2 separate regions of the Rattus norvegicus genome follow, and region 1 is linked to region 2. Evidence: chromatin contacts called from public Hi-C data. All regions are on one chromosome and are shown on one strand. The core of a region is the stretch at or near the end of the contact, and the rest is flanking DNA. Distances in the headings are between cores, read along the strand shown. Region 1 has its middle 17 kb from the start of Esd. Region 2 holds the start of Htr2a (5-hydroxytryptamine receptor 2A).

What was found. Hi-C and Micro-C count contacts between places; a contact is called where the count stands out from the background.
Region 1: a Hi-C map of the A7r5 cell line shows a contact between it and region 2, with 4 times the contacts expected there. The contact joins the enhancer-like site here to the promoter of Htr2a in region 2. A contact is called at or near these places in 4 of 12 Hi-C or Micro-C datasets (the A7r5 cell line, hepatocytes, kidney and 1 more).

What each region holds. Positions count from the first base shown.
Region 1 is chr15:56,431,970-56,439,620 of GRCr8, forward strand. No RefSeq gene overlaps it. Among named protein-coding and RNA genes, the nearest start is that of Esd, 17 kb to the right of the region's middle. Within about 2 kb of position 5,227, at least 4 of the 93 cell types and tissues checked have an H3K27ac peak or open chromatin away from gene starts, as enhancers often do. A contact at or near this core is called in the A7r5 cell line, where this site is marked.
Region 2 is chr15:56,359,147-56,365,867 of GRCr8, forward strand. Htr2a (5-hydroxytryptamine receptor 2A) reads left to right here and starts at 1,501. Exons shown (of 3, transcript NM_017254.1): 1 at 1,501-1,971; 2 at 4,529-4,729. The coding sequence starts at 1,560.

The DNA.
Region 1 (7,651 bases), core at 3,977-6,476, 77 kb after region 2:
CCTTTAAGAGTAGGACACAAAGCAGGTCTTTATGGTTCATGCCTGTAACCCCGGCATCGGGGGCGGGGGCAAGGGAGGACGAGGGATTACAAGGCTAACCTGAGTTACATGAAACCTTGTTTCCAAACAAATTTAAAATGAAGAAAGTGCAGTAACAATTACAGAGAGAGTAGGTTTATCCCAGGTTGTTACACCTCGTGGGCAGTGCACCTACCTACCGTAGTCCAGATGCTAAGCTCCGCTTTTCTCATTTTACATAAATGGAGTCCTTCACAATGAGCCTAAAGGTAGGAAGAGTCTGTTTTGAAGATGAGAAAACTGAGACTCAGTTAGTGACGTGTCGAAAGCCACACTGCTAACAAGAAATGTAGCAGTTCTAGCCAGGGCATCTGACTCCAACCCCTAAATGCTTCGTCCACGTGGAGAAAGGAGGGCATTTCAGAACCCAAACCCTCCAGTTCCCATCTTGCTTCTTGTATACACGGGTTATAAGCTTCAGTCGTCCTTACCACCGTACCTCACTGTAATGTCTAGGCGGCACCTGCTTGGGCCCTGCTCTGCCTAACTGACAAAGATGGCGACCGCAGATCACAGCCATCCCTGATAGCCTGCAACACACTGGAAATCTTAGAACTGGGTTTGTTTGCTTTAGTTTTGGTTTTTGTTTTCTTTGTTATGATACTAAGGATTCGATCTAGGATCTTACACTGCTAGGTAAGCATTCTGCCACGGAGCTGTATCCCCAGTCTTTTATTAAAAAGTCTTCTTTCCTTTGGAAAGAGGGTCTTCAGTTACCCAGGCTGGCCTTAAACCTTCTCCATACCTCAGGAAGGGCCATGAACCTCCGATCTTCCTCCAAAATGGTTATTCATAATTTCCTAACTGTGTTTTTGAATGTTTCTGACTTTAAGAACACATTTTAGTTTTGCTACCATGATGCAGAGGGTCCCTCATCGGCCTCCCTACAGTGCTCCCACCTAAAGTTACCCACCTTGTGCCCCACTCATCAGACTGCCCCCAGATTTGTGGTCACACACAATGTGTGACCAGAAAACCAGATTCAGCCAATCAGCCTTGATAAGTCAATTGAAAGAGCTGAATTAATACTAAAAACAATACAGGAGGATTATTCAATGGGGACGCAATGGGGAAAGGGATGAAGAGATTCAGAAGGCGAGAGATGGTGAAGCAACCCTGGAAACTGTCTCAGTTCCAGTCTCTCCTACAAAGTTAGGCTCCCCCTGCATTGTCCTCTAACAAGTTGTAAGTCTTTCCCCAAGACATAAGTTTCTTTTCTGGCCGACAAAAGCTCCTTTGCTTGTCCCCAGGACAAGAGCAATTTCTTCTCCCAGCAAGAGATTCCTGGGGAAATTCTATTTAGTGGGGAATCCATTCCTTTCAACAGTCTGATGACCAAAAAAAGAGGAAACACATCTCTTTTGAATGTATTTGTTCCTGCCGGGCACACAGACTTTAATAAGTAACTGGAGCTAATAAGGCCTTGGGAAAAATTGACATCTCTTTAGCTTTCCACCCCTTAACAAAATCCAAAAACCAGAAGCCAAAGGCAAACAATTTAAACACCAAAACCAAAAATGAGAAAGAAATATGGGGACCAGTGATGTTTCCTGGTATCCCTCAAAGGATCTACAGAAAAACAAGTGCCTTCAAATCCTCCAAAAATTCACATAGATGTTTATAATCTAACATTACAAAGGGTTTTAAAATAGAATTTCCTAAATGAGTACTGTATTCATACCTTTTCTAGCCCTAGCCCTAGCCCCTCCAGATCTTCCTATGCGCCCCGCTCCCTCCCGGCCTCTGTAATTATTATTGAGATGCACACACAGCACACACCAACCTCAGGACTCCATGTGGTGTTGTTGCTCAACTGGAAGCAAAGATGTGAAAGGCTTACCTCTTGAGATTGGATAACCTATCAAGGGTTCATCCCTTAAGAAGACTGGTTCTCCCTCTTTCCACAGCCATAGATTGCCTGTAGTTCTCCATCTGAGGTGGGTCCCGCCAAGATTTTCCCCCATCCACATTGGCCTGTCAACAGTTGACATGCAAGTCTTGTTGTCTACTGTGAGACAGTGCCTTCTACACATGACAGAAGCTGCCCCCCACCCCCTTGAAATCTCAACCATATGACCACACAGCATTGAGTTTTCGTCCATAATAATGACTTGAAAAGAATCCATAACTTTTAAGGTTTTACTGTAAATGGAGGAAACTAGGAATATGATTACTAAATCCTCCCTTATGTTTTATGCTTATGCGTATTTGTCCCTGTAAATACACAATCGATAGTTACATCACCTTTTGTTGTTTTCTGATTATTTGCATAGAGAGAGCAAAAATCAAACAGTTCCTTCTGAACAACTTTAATAATATGCGCACAAAAGCTCTGATCTTCCTTTTTCATAATATAATTTTATTAAATTTAGTTTTGAGGCTTCTGCATCAATATAACACATTCTGGTTACTCTTCCTTCTAACTTGGTCTACTTTCCCTCCCTCCCCTGCCAACCCCCTCTTGCCTTCAAGCCCTTCCCCGCATTCCTGTGTGTCTTTTGTGTTGTTTTATGGTGCGCTGATTTTAACCAGGACCATTTGTGTGGGTGTGGGTTTCAGACTGTCCACTGGAGCTTGGTGCATTCACCCGTGGCACAGCTCTGAAGACAATGATTGCTTCTTGTCCAGGAGCTACAGGTAGCCATAGATCTGCAGAGGGATGGGCTCTGGGGCTCTTTCCTGACCCATGATGGACTTCGTGTTGTGGTGTTGTGCAAGTCCAGCAGAGGCAGCCTCAGATGCTGCGGAATCCTGATTGCAATGGCTGTCATGCCCAGGAGGTAGCCTTTCAAAGACTTTCGCTGCATCTCCTGGCTCTTACTTTTTTTCCTTCTCCTTTTCCTCAGTGTTCCCTGAGCCTTACCAGGGGTGGTTAAAAATAAAGTCGTGTTTAAGGCCAAGCATTCAGCCATCACTTTTCCTTGGCAGCTAGAGCAGCTTGGGTCTCTGTATTCGCTTCTGCTCCCTGGGAAGAAAAGTCTCTCTGATTAAGGCTAAGATCAGCATGTGTCTATGGAAATGATTTACCATAGCAGTAAATATTTAGAAGGCGGTTTAAGTCCATGCCAATCGAGCAGCACAATAGGAAGTTTCCACCTAGGGCCTAAGACCTGCCAATGTGCATTTTTCACTGAGATTACAGTGTCCTGAATGAATTCCCTCCTGCGGAGTGAACCTCAAATCCAGTCAGAGACTTGTTGGCTACCCTTGTTAACACAACAGCACCACTCTTTTGCGAAGGGGATAAGAAATAGTTTATTCTGAGGCTAAAGAAATCTGAGAGACTGTGGCCTGGGAACACTGATTTAGATTACCCAAAATTCCATGTTCCAACATGGTAACATATAGTAGTAAAACAAAAAACAAAAAAAAAAAAAAGGGAGTCGATCAGGCATTTTAAAAATACATTGGTAAAAACAATTAAGTCGGCAGTTACAGCACAGTGGAGAAATCTCAGCTATAAACCTCGTATGCGAGCCAATGATATTCAGTCCTCTTTGTGAGTAGAAGCTGAGCTTTTGTTAAGCTAGTACTTTGCAAAGGTCTTATCGGTTAGACACAGGCTGTTAGATCAGACACAGACCTATTTAGGGGACAGATGGCCCAAGAGAAATGCTGTTGCTTCTGAACCTGTCTGCCATCGCTGAGGCGCTAGTCAGTTAGTCACCCTTGCAGAGACGCAGTTGAAGGCTCAGTTCCTTTCTAGAGTCTTTCATTCACCCGTCCATAACAATCACGCCACCATTGCACCAGTGAGCACATACTGTCCGGCGGGTGGACATTGCAATTCATATATATTTATGGAATTTATTAGAGTGCCCTAGTCCAAGAAGCCAGTAATTGTTTTGTCCATGAGCCCAGATATCTCAGCTGGTCTTCAGTATGCATCAGATCGCAGATAAGTAGGCTTCCATTGAAACAAAGCTGAGGGCGAGCAGGCAAACAGTAAAGGTTTCTTTCATCTTTGTTCTTTACGTAGGCTGCCACCAGAAGCTATGGCCCAAAATTACGGCGGGTCCTCTGACCTCATGCGATGTGAAGTTAAAGTCTTCCTACCTGTAAAGATCCAGTTAAATGAGAATCCCTCCCAGGTTCTCAGGTGTAGCCAGCCACTTGGGATCTATTTAATTCCATATTTAGTCAAGCTGACAACCAAGAACAACCATTCTACTCTCCCAGCATCCTGTGTAGCACCGTCTAGGACTATGAAAGGTAGCTCGCAGAGGTAAATCTCTCAGCTCAATGCCAGCTTGTTTTCTCTCTGCGTTCCATTGAAGGTATGTGGTGTCTTCAGCAGGAGGGTTTATCAACTAGTTTTGGTAGGCACTAAGAGGAATTGAAGAGCATTACAGTTTAACACCAGTATGTTCACAGAGCCAGCAGCACACAATCTGAAGTCTTTCTGCTTACTTGGAACCTCCTTTAGGTGGCCTAGTTGCAGCTGAAGACAGACAGAAAACTCAGGTCTGGTCTGCTGCTCTTGTCTGACCTTGGGAAATTGTTTCCTTTACTTAGAAAGTAGACCAAAGACTTAGAGATAATCATTGAAGAGCCTGTTCTAGTTCTGAACTTATCTGAATGTTGGGAAGCCTAGTCCTTTAGACATCGATGGGCCAAGGTAAAGAACATTCTGGAACTCTTAAATTCTATAGATGAATGAGTGTCACATAAATGGTAGCAAACTTTTGTAACAGTAATCCTGGGATAAATCACCAGTGACCTAAGAAATTTGTAAGCTATGAAACCAAGATGGAGATATAAACACAAATGTTTCCTGCTGAAGCGTTTTCTCAGTCAGACCCTCTTTTAAACAGTTTCATAGCTGTTATAAGATAAACAGTTGCTTTTTGTAGTGGCCTCCAGATTTCTTAAAGAAAAATGGAACCTATTATTTGGGATCTGTTTCCCTGAAGGGTTAAAAATTGAAAGCCCAAATAGATTCAGAACTCATGGTGACAAATATCATTTATTTATTTATTTATAGCTAGATTCTTGTTGAAAGGGAGCCAAGGTTATTTAGGTCTTTACTTATAATTTAAATTATGAGATCTTCAGATGGTGTTTATTCTGCCTCCTGGAGAACAGCACAACATGTACTTCCTGTCCCACATTTCTTTCTGGTATTGAAAAGTAATGTGTGCCATTACTCATCATGTCTTGAGTTAGGGTGATTCTGAGAACAGCGCCAAGAGTGAGTGAGGTTCAGATTACCAATGTGCAAGATGAAAAGAGGAGGGAAATGTGGTAGACAGGGAAGTAGGAATGTGACGTTGTGGAGGCTGGGCACATCGCTGCCCACCGGAGCTGTGTTGAACACCTCACTTATTCTCTCAGGAGGTGTGTTCACGGAAGCCCCAATGTGTCTGTTCTACACAGTTCTTCCCCATTACATGTGAGAAGTCTGAGGATAGCACTGAGGTCATGTACAGACCATTCAATGAACTTTACAAAATTCGTGTTTACTTATTCAGCCCTCCAAGTTGGTTACAAATTAACCTAATTAATACGCAGCTTGCTTAAAAGATCTATCCAATGATACTGCCTGGAGGGGGGCTTATGACAAGGTAACCCTTGAGGAAATGCCACCACCCTGGGGCTGGTTTAGCCACCCTAGGTAATGCTAAGAAGCAGTTATATGTACCAAGGACAGATGTCTTCAGATTGTTGTAGAATTCACAAAGGTACTTTAACTAAAAAAGAAAGGAAGAATACTAGATGTCACTAGTTCCTGACTCCATTGCTAATGTTCTTCATCCTAAGCAGGTTCTCTTTAAAAGAGGGGCAGTAAATCAACATAAATAAGAAATGTTTTAAAGTAACCATGGAGTCAAAAAAGAAATAAAGAATAATCAAGTCACAGCTAGACGTTTCAACATACATGTCTTTAATCATCTGCCTCTCTGGTGCTCTGAAAGTAGGGTGGGTCTGTTTATCTATTCTCTGGAAGGAGATTTTCTTATGAATCAGAAGGAAAATGTGCAGTTAGTTACTCATGGGTGAGGTGAATTCGACAAAATTAAAACAACAAAATGCTTCTAAGAGCAACTGGAATGATTTGAATGAAATGTCATGGGCTAGTCAGGCTTCTAATAGAATTCCAGAGAACATGGCTATGATTAAATCATCTCTGAATTCTCTCGACAGAATGAGGAGCTGTGGCCCCTACGTGGTCTTGTTCCCATATACACTGTAGACCCAACGAAGTTCAGGAGCTCACTAGAACCATTCAAAAAGAGTAAGTCTTGTACCTGGGGGTGTGGCTTAAGAGAAGACCATCTGCCTAACATGCACAAAGCTGTGGGTTTTACCCTCAGCATCCCTTAAAAACAGAGAGAGAGAGAGAGAGAGGCAGAGTTTTCTCCAAGAGTATAACCCCTCACAAGTTTACCACCTTCCAGAAGAAGACTACACATCTAGGAATATTTGGGCAACACAAATTGGTTTTGATTGTTTTTAATAACACAAAGTTGAGTAGATAGGGAAAGGGAGGTGAATTTGGGAGAAATTGAGGAGGGAGCATGACTATGATCAAAACACATTTTATGGTTAAAAATAAAATCAATTAAATATAAAATTAATTAATTAAAAATTAAAATAATAAAAAATAAAATTAAAAAACACATTTTATGGACTACTAATAAAAGAATAAAGGTAAGATACAGATATCTGTGACTGCAGTTACATGTTTACTGTGTTTACATACTGCGCTAATAACCAGAGAGTATTTCCTATAAAACGTGTTGGATCTAAAAATGTCTCCCAAAGGCCATGCGCTAAAGCTTTGGTTGGTAGCATGCAGGACTGTTAGGAGGTAGAGTCTAGTTGGAGGAGTAGTAATTGGGGCTGTGCTCTTGAAGGACCCACTGGGACACTGTCCTCCTCTCGCTCCTTCCTCGCTGTCTCTGTAAGGCAAGTGGCTTTGTTCCACCATGCACTTCCCATCACACCATTTATTCATCACAGCTGCAAAGAAGTAAGGCGACGTGACCACAGTCTAAGACTGTGACACACGGGAAGAAGGAACAGAACACATGGGCTTGTGGACAGCAGAAATCTGAAGCCACGAAGCATACCTTTCCAGATTCAGTATGACAATCAATGGCTCCCCAAGTCATGAAAAAGTAACACCTCAGGTCCTTCATGCTAAGGAGCCCATTGAATTTTGGTACTTCCAATAGGTTACGATGTATACATTCCAATAGGTTACGATGTATACATTCCAATAGGTTACGATGTATACATTCCAATAGGTTACGATGTATACATGCATAAAGATTACTTCCCGATAACAATCTTTGATTCGTTACTCTAGTAAAACACACACACACCTGTGGGTCAAGATTAAAGATGCTAATGAGACATGCTGACAGTCAATAGATAAACAGTAATGACCAACTGTTCAAGTTTGTCCTCATCCTCCCTCTACATTGATGATGTCAAGAAGAACAGTTCTAAAAGGGTACATAAGCCAAGACCATTCAACCCCAGGATTATTCTACCTTGGGTTAACCTGCTGCTATTTCTCCTGACATTTAACCCAGGATGTTCTTCCTATGAGGCAGTGTTCTGTACT
Region 2 (6,721 bases), core at 251-2,750:
GCAACCTTTTTCAGACGAAGAAAAGTAAGCTAGTTGCGAGATGTATACACATAACAATAGTGCCTGTGCTTTAACTAACTAAAAATTGTTCTAATAGTTTTATCAGTTATTGCCACAGACTTCCTGACTCCTCTGAACGTGTGTCACCACTGTCAGCCATCCCTCCTGGACACATAACCACTGGTGTGGCTAGAAGTGCCAGATGCCCCTAGATCCCAGGACGTGCGGTTTTCTAGCCTTATTTATTTTCTCACACTTCGCCCCTCAGCCTAAAATATGACTGCCATGTAGCCACCTGCCTGCCATCCCCTAGGCTGTCTCCCCATTCTCTCTTTTTTATGGAAAGGTTCTCAATTAACCTGTAGCAGAAAGAAGAATGGGGGCGTGCCGGGGGAGGGGGCGGTTTGGTCCGCCCTTCCTGGCTGTCGCCACCTTGCAGGTTATGACACAGTGACAGAGGGAGGTCTGAGGAAGGAGGCAACCAGGAGCTGCTTATTCTTCTGGAAATCCCAGAGCCTCCTGGTACAGACAGCGTTTCCTACTTTCCCTGCGGCTCTTTTGTGTGACTTTGAGAGGGGCTCTCTGGTGACTGATTCCTCTCTGTGCGCTCGCCTCAGCGAGCAGCCAGGCTCTGGGAGGGAGGACCCAAGCTCAGCAGTGGCAGAGGCAGCCAGCACAGACCTCAACGGTGCTGGAACCGGCATGCGGTTTTTGAAGTCAGCAAAACCAGAAATCAAATTACTATCATCTTATGCTGCTGGAAGCTTAAAGAGAGGGGATTCCACACTGGCTCAGTCACCATGCGACAGGCGAGTCACAGGATAGCGGACCCTGGCGACAACGAATGTAAGTTCCTGGGCTGCTGTCTTTTACTGCTGTGGGATTTTCTTTCTGCTTAAAGTCACGCTTGGCCACGATGCCGTCATTGCCGTGAGAATTTCTGATGTGGAAAGTTCTGCTGCTCTTCGGCTCGCGTTTTCCTTTCATTAACTAAGCCAGAAATACAAGCTCAAATTCCTGACCGCGGCTGAGGCACTTCTGCCTGAGACTAAGAAGGGTTAACCCAAGAATATTCAGTTAGGATGGCATTAACACTGTGTAGGTTTTTAATTGACTTCCTTAATTGATATAGAGGGCACACTGCCCTCCCTCCTCGTTTGGATCTCATGCTGTTTTAACTTTGTGATGGCTGAACTCTTGGAAGCAGCATATTCAACCCGAGAATTAGCTGAAAGATTTTCACCGGATACAAAACTTTTCTTCCTTAACCAGGAACACGTTTGTGTCCCCGAATACTCAAAGTGCTTTTTTTGGCCTTTGCTTCCGTGAGAACTTACAGCTCAGCCGTGGGCTCTCCCTAGCACCGTGAAGGGAGGCATAATCAAGAAGCATCACACTTCTGTAACTCTTACTATGGAAGAGGAGAAGGCAGCCAGAGGAGCCACACATGTTCTCCGCTTCAGCACGTCCTAGCGCCAGGGCACGAAGATGAATGGTGAGCCCAGGCTATGACCCCCTAGTCTCTCCACACTTCATCTGCTACAACTTCCGGCTTAGACATGGAAATTCTTTGTGAAGACAATATCTCTCTGAGCTCAATTCCAAACTCCTTAATGCAATTAGGTGATGGCCCGAGGCTCTACCATAATGACTTCAACTCCAGAGATGCTAACACTTCGGAAGCATCGAACTGGACAATTGATGCTGAAAACAGAACCAACCTCTCCTGTGAAGGGTACCTCCCACCGACATGCCTCTCCATTCTTCATCTCCAGGAAAAAAACTGGTCTGCTTTATTGACAACTGTCGTGATTATTCTCACCATTGCTGGAAATATACTGGTCATCATGGCAGTGTCCCTAGAAAAAAAGCTGCAGAATGCCACCAACTATTTCCTGATGTCACTTGCCATAGCTGATATGCTGCTGGGTTTCCTTGTCATGCCTGTGTCCATGTTAACCATCCTGTATGGTGAGTGGGGTTAGCATGTCAGCCGTCCCTACGGTAGTCCCCAAGAGCTTGTGCATGCTGTTAGCGGAGGGACTGGGGCTCCAGAGAAAAATAAACAGACAGCTTTGTTTTAGCCTTAAAATTCTATTTTTCCTTGAGAGAGAAAAAAAATCAGACAGCCTAGTACCTGATCATTGGTGAATTTGTGCCTTAGAGTGGATACATTTTGTAGAGAAATTATTATCTATGTTCCAATACTCCGTGAGTATAATTTAACTGTCATTCTCGGTCTGTCCGTGTGATTTTTTTTTTTTTTTTGCTTTTGTTTTATCTTTCTCACCCAGTTCTCAGCATTTCTAATGGAGTGGTTAAAACCTTCCCAATTACCTTGGAACATTTGCAGAGAGAGCATTAGTGCCGGAGTGGGTTTAATGTTAAAATATTCAGAGTCTCCATTAGAATAAATGAATTACTCTGGTTTTAATTGCTCCCTGTCCCTAGCCCAGAGAAGAAAATACGGAAGAAAGCCTTTGGGTTATACCCTCAAGTCTTTAAAAATGTATACACATAAACTCCTCCTGTCTGGTTTTAGAGAAGGATGGAGAACAAACTGAAAGCTCTTAGTCTTGCTTTCTTTTCGATCCAGTTTGACAGTGTCAAACTTCTCAGGAAGTCACCAAACACTGGGACGGCTTTCATGGGGGAGCAGAATGTGATATTCTTTCAAAGTATGACTAATACAGCCAGATCTCTCCTAACAATGAGCAGATGAGAGAATATTTGCACTGCTGGCACATGTACTCGGCAGTCACCGGACCTACAGGCAGTTTTAGGGACACCTTTAAAGGAGAATTTTCTGGCCAAGTTCTAGAGGCTATAATCTGATCATGTCCATCCTGCCCCAAAAAGCTTCAAGGAAGAAGGAATATCAAGCATCCATTTGCCCTGGCTTGACCATTGAAATGACACACCCAAATAATTCCATTAAATTTGCTTATCATATCTCAGCCACTGGAGAGAGGCTCTCACTTCCTAAAACCCTGGCCAACCCTCAGAGGCAAACCCTACTATGGGGTGGGAGGGGTGACTCTGCAAGAACCCAAAACCGCAGCAGGAAGTCAGAGTGACCTGCTGGGCAGCAGGGGTAGCCCTGGCCACGTAGGAAGTGCAGCAGGTCCCTGGACTCAGCTCAGGGTACAAGGCTGCCCCCTAGTGACGACTTCTGGGTATGCAGCCTACACTTGCCCAGAGTCTACTTGACACTTAACCAGGCTGGTCCTAGCACACAAGTCACAAATCTGTCTTGCACAAGTATTCTCTTCTTACCCCTTGGTAAGAAACTTTGAGGGGAGAAGTTTCTTTCCTGAAACCATAACTAGCAGGTTTTGGATTAGACTTAGGACCAGCATCCTTTCCTTCTCTGAATACCCCTGGAGGCTGTAAGACAGAAATAAGACTTGTGGAAGAGGAGGGCCTGCTCACCCTGAGCTCTGTACTATCCTAAAGGAAGTACTGATCTCTAATCTTCCTTCCCATTTGCAGGCAGACGCAATATTGTTGCTCCTTCTGTTAGCAGAACAAATTGATAGTTTATCCAAGTGTTTGATCCTCTCCAAAACACTCAGGGAGGAGCAGGGCACTTCGTTTATGTCACCAAGGCATTTTCCATCTTCCTAAGGCAGCAGAGAACCTGCCCAGCTTCCTGCATTGGACTCTGGGAAGTTTTAAAATCCTCTGATGTTGAGGCCCCACCTCTAGCCGCCCTCCAGAGAGAATGATTTAACTGGGCCCAAAGCTATACTGGTTGGTTATGACGCTCAGGGAGACGTCGGGGGTGGGGGGTGCCAACACCAGCCTCAGCAGTATGATTTCTAAGTTTTTATAGAAATGCACATTTTCCAGCCTGCTCCAAGCTTATTGGACCAGAATCACCAAAGGCAGGTCCCCACAAAAACCAGCTGTCACCTATGGTTTGAGCACTGCCCCGAGACAAAGCTCCAAGGTCAGATGCCCTTCTTCACCATCCTTAATTTTTCTCACATGCCCCAAACTTGAGCTTAATAAGACATTAAGGGACTGTGCACCATAAGTAAAGAGAGTCAAGAGATTTAAAGCCATTTCGTCCCACAGTCACTAATTGCCTGCCTGTGTGAGACTGACTGGACATGTCTTAGGAGTGACTAAGATTGGACAAGCCACAGGAAAATCATATGGATAAATAAAGGCTGCACGTGACTGGCACATCAATTAAGGGGCTCAGAACATAACTTTGGATGGATTGTTAAATAAAAGTGGCTTTGCCAGGTAAAGGGAAAAAGAGACTCATCCAAGAGGAAAAACCAAGTTCCTCCTTCATTCATATAATTCCGCAGTCCAGACACCTTCAAACCTGAGCTCCCCTGTCCGTGCTGTCACAGCGCACACTTACTGTTTGTTCAAGTATCAAAACTCTCTTGTAGCCCCTTGCCTGTCACCTACACTTGGTCCCCAAGTTGTAAACAGTTGTCCTGGGGTATAGATCAATCACACACTGCAGAAAGCTTGAAGCTACTCACTGATGCTAAACTTCTCCCCACAGGGTACCGGTGGCCTTTGCCTAGCAAGCTCTGTGCGATCTGGATTTACCTGGATGTGCTCTTTTCTACGGCATCCATCATGCACCTCTGCGCCATCTCCCTGGACCGCTATGTCGCCATCCAGAACCCCATTCACCACAGCCGCTTCAACTCCAGAACCAAAGCCTTCCTGAAAATCATTGCCGTGTGGACCATATCTGTAGGTAAGCTGAACCATCATGTAGGGTTGCATTTGAAACTAGAGTCTGTCCTTTCCCAGGAGACAGGTCCCACATGGTTGCGCTGAAACCTGACCCTCTGAGTCTGTTGTTTCACGTGTGCAAGGTGTGTCTCAAGTTCATGATTATCGGAGTCGCTTTAGGAAGGGAGAATCTGCGATGTCAATGGCTGACAGCACGTGTTGGTATTGTCTTGCACATGTAAGAAACAGCACACTAGCAGCCTGAGGCAGGAGTGCCTGTGTTCTTTCTCACATCCAGGCTCAGTACTCTAAGCCCGGGGTCTCCCAGAAACCTGAATTTGTCATTACTGAACTGTGATTGCTAAGGAATGTGGGCACTTGTCCCAGACAGCATAGTCCTTTTAGGAGGAGGATCCAGAAAGGGGCATCAGCTGAGGACAGAGGGAAATGGCTCAAGGGCTGGGGCATTGTAGCCACCCGGTAACTCTGTGGCCTTTCTTCCTCCTGTGACATCCACACCAAAGGATTCCAAGCCACTTCAGTTAGGCTCGATTACACACACTCACCTCTTGCTAATATTGATCTTCTGTCACCATAGTAGGATCTAAAGGGGCAGCTCTCAGGCAGCAAAGTCAATTTCACCTGTCCCCTCAAAATACTTAGTTTGTAATCAAAGACTCCCTGAGACCTGCTGTAGAGTCTCGAAGCTTCTCAGACAGAAGTGCTGCATTTGCTAAGGCCCTTGGGTTCCTACTTCCAGGGAAGACTGCAGGATTTGATGGTAGGTTAAAATTCCAGAACTCATTTGATGCTACTCACCCACTTTGTAATTTAAAATACCTATTAACGGGGTTGGAGAGATGGCTTAACATTAGAGCTCTTGCTGCCCTTGCAAAGGATTTGTTTTGATTTCCAGCATCTACCATGATGGCTCACCACCCAGTTCCAAGAGATTCATCACCCTCTTCTGACCTCTTAGGGCATCAGGAACACGCATGTGTGCAAACATACAGGAAGGCAAAACTCCCACAACAGATAAAGTAAAAGCAATTTTTAAAATACCTATTAGCAAGCACAGCTTGTGCTCATTCGTTTCTTTCCTGCTAATAACAGGAGTTAATGTGACACCGTCTCCACTTTGAGGAAGAGGAAACACGCGTGTTCTAAGAGGGGTGTGTGCAGCGAGTGTGAGCACAGTGAGAAGCCTCTGGCTCTGATGCTAACAGCGATAAGTTATGTGTTACACAGCATCTCTGCACATTTTGGGGAAAACCTCATCTGTTTTCCAGCCCTATGTTCTCACTAGAGGTCGGCAGCAGAGACCATTGTGTTTGTTTGATAAGTTGGGGAACCTCAGGAAGGAGGACTTGTGGTTTCCTGTGTCACATGTCTGACTCACTAGCGCTATAGACTTCTGGCGTGGAGCCCTGCTCTTTCTGCTGCGTGTACCACACCTTCCTTAGCTGACAGCTTCTGTTCCAAGAAAATGCTGCCGGCATTAATCTGGGCAACTCAGGGCTCGCCCCACCCGGAACAGGAGGGTAAGCGGCCAGCAGGTATCCAACCGAGCTGCTTGTAACCACTCTGGAGAGCCCTTAGGTTTAAATGACGGAGTGATCCTAAGATAGGTCCATGGTTGAGGACCACAAGCCAGGTTATCAGAGAAGGGAACAAGAACAAAGGGTCAAGTGCAATTCGTGCAGCAAAGTTCACTGCATAGACTGTCCCTCCGGCCACGAAGAAACTGAAGTGACCCATCACCTTTTCTTCTCGTGTGTGTGTGTGTGTGTGTGTGTGTGTGTGTGTGTGTGTGTGTGTGTGTGTGTGTGTACATGTATAGAAGTTCATGTCGGGGCTGGGGATTTAGCTCAGTGGTAGAGCGCTTACCTAGGAAGCGCAAGGCCCTGGGTCCGGTCCCCAGCTCCGAAAAAAAAGAACCAAAAAAAAAAAAAAAAGAAGTTCATGTGTCTGCACATTCAATGCAGTGGCCTAAGGTTGACGCCAAGGACCTTCT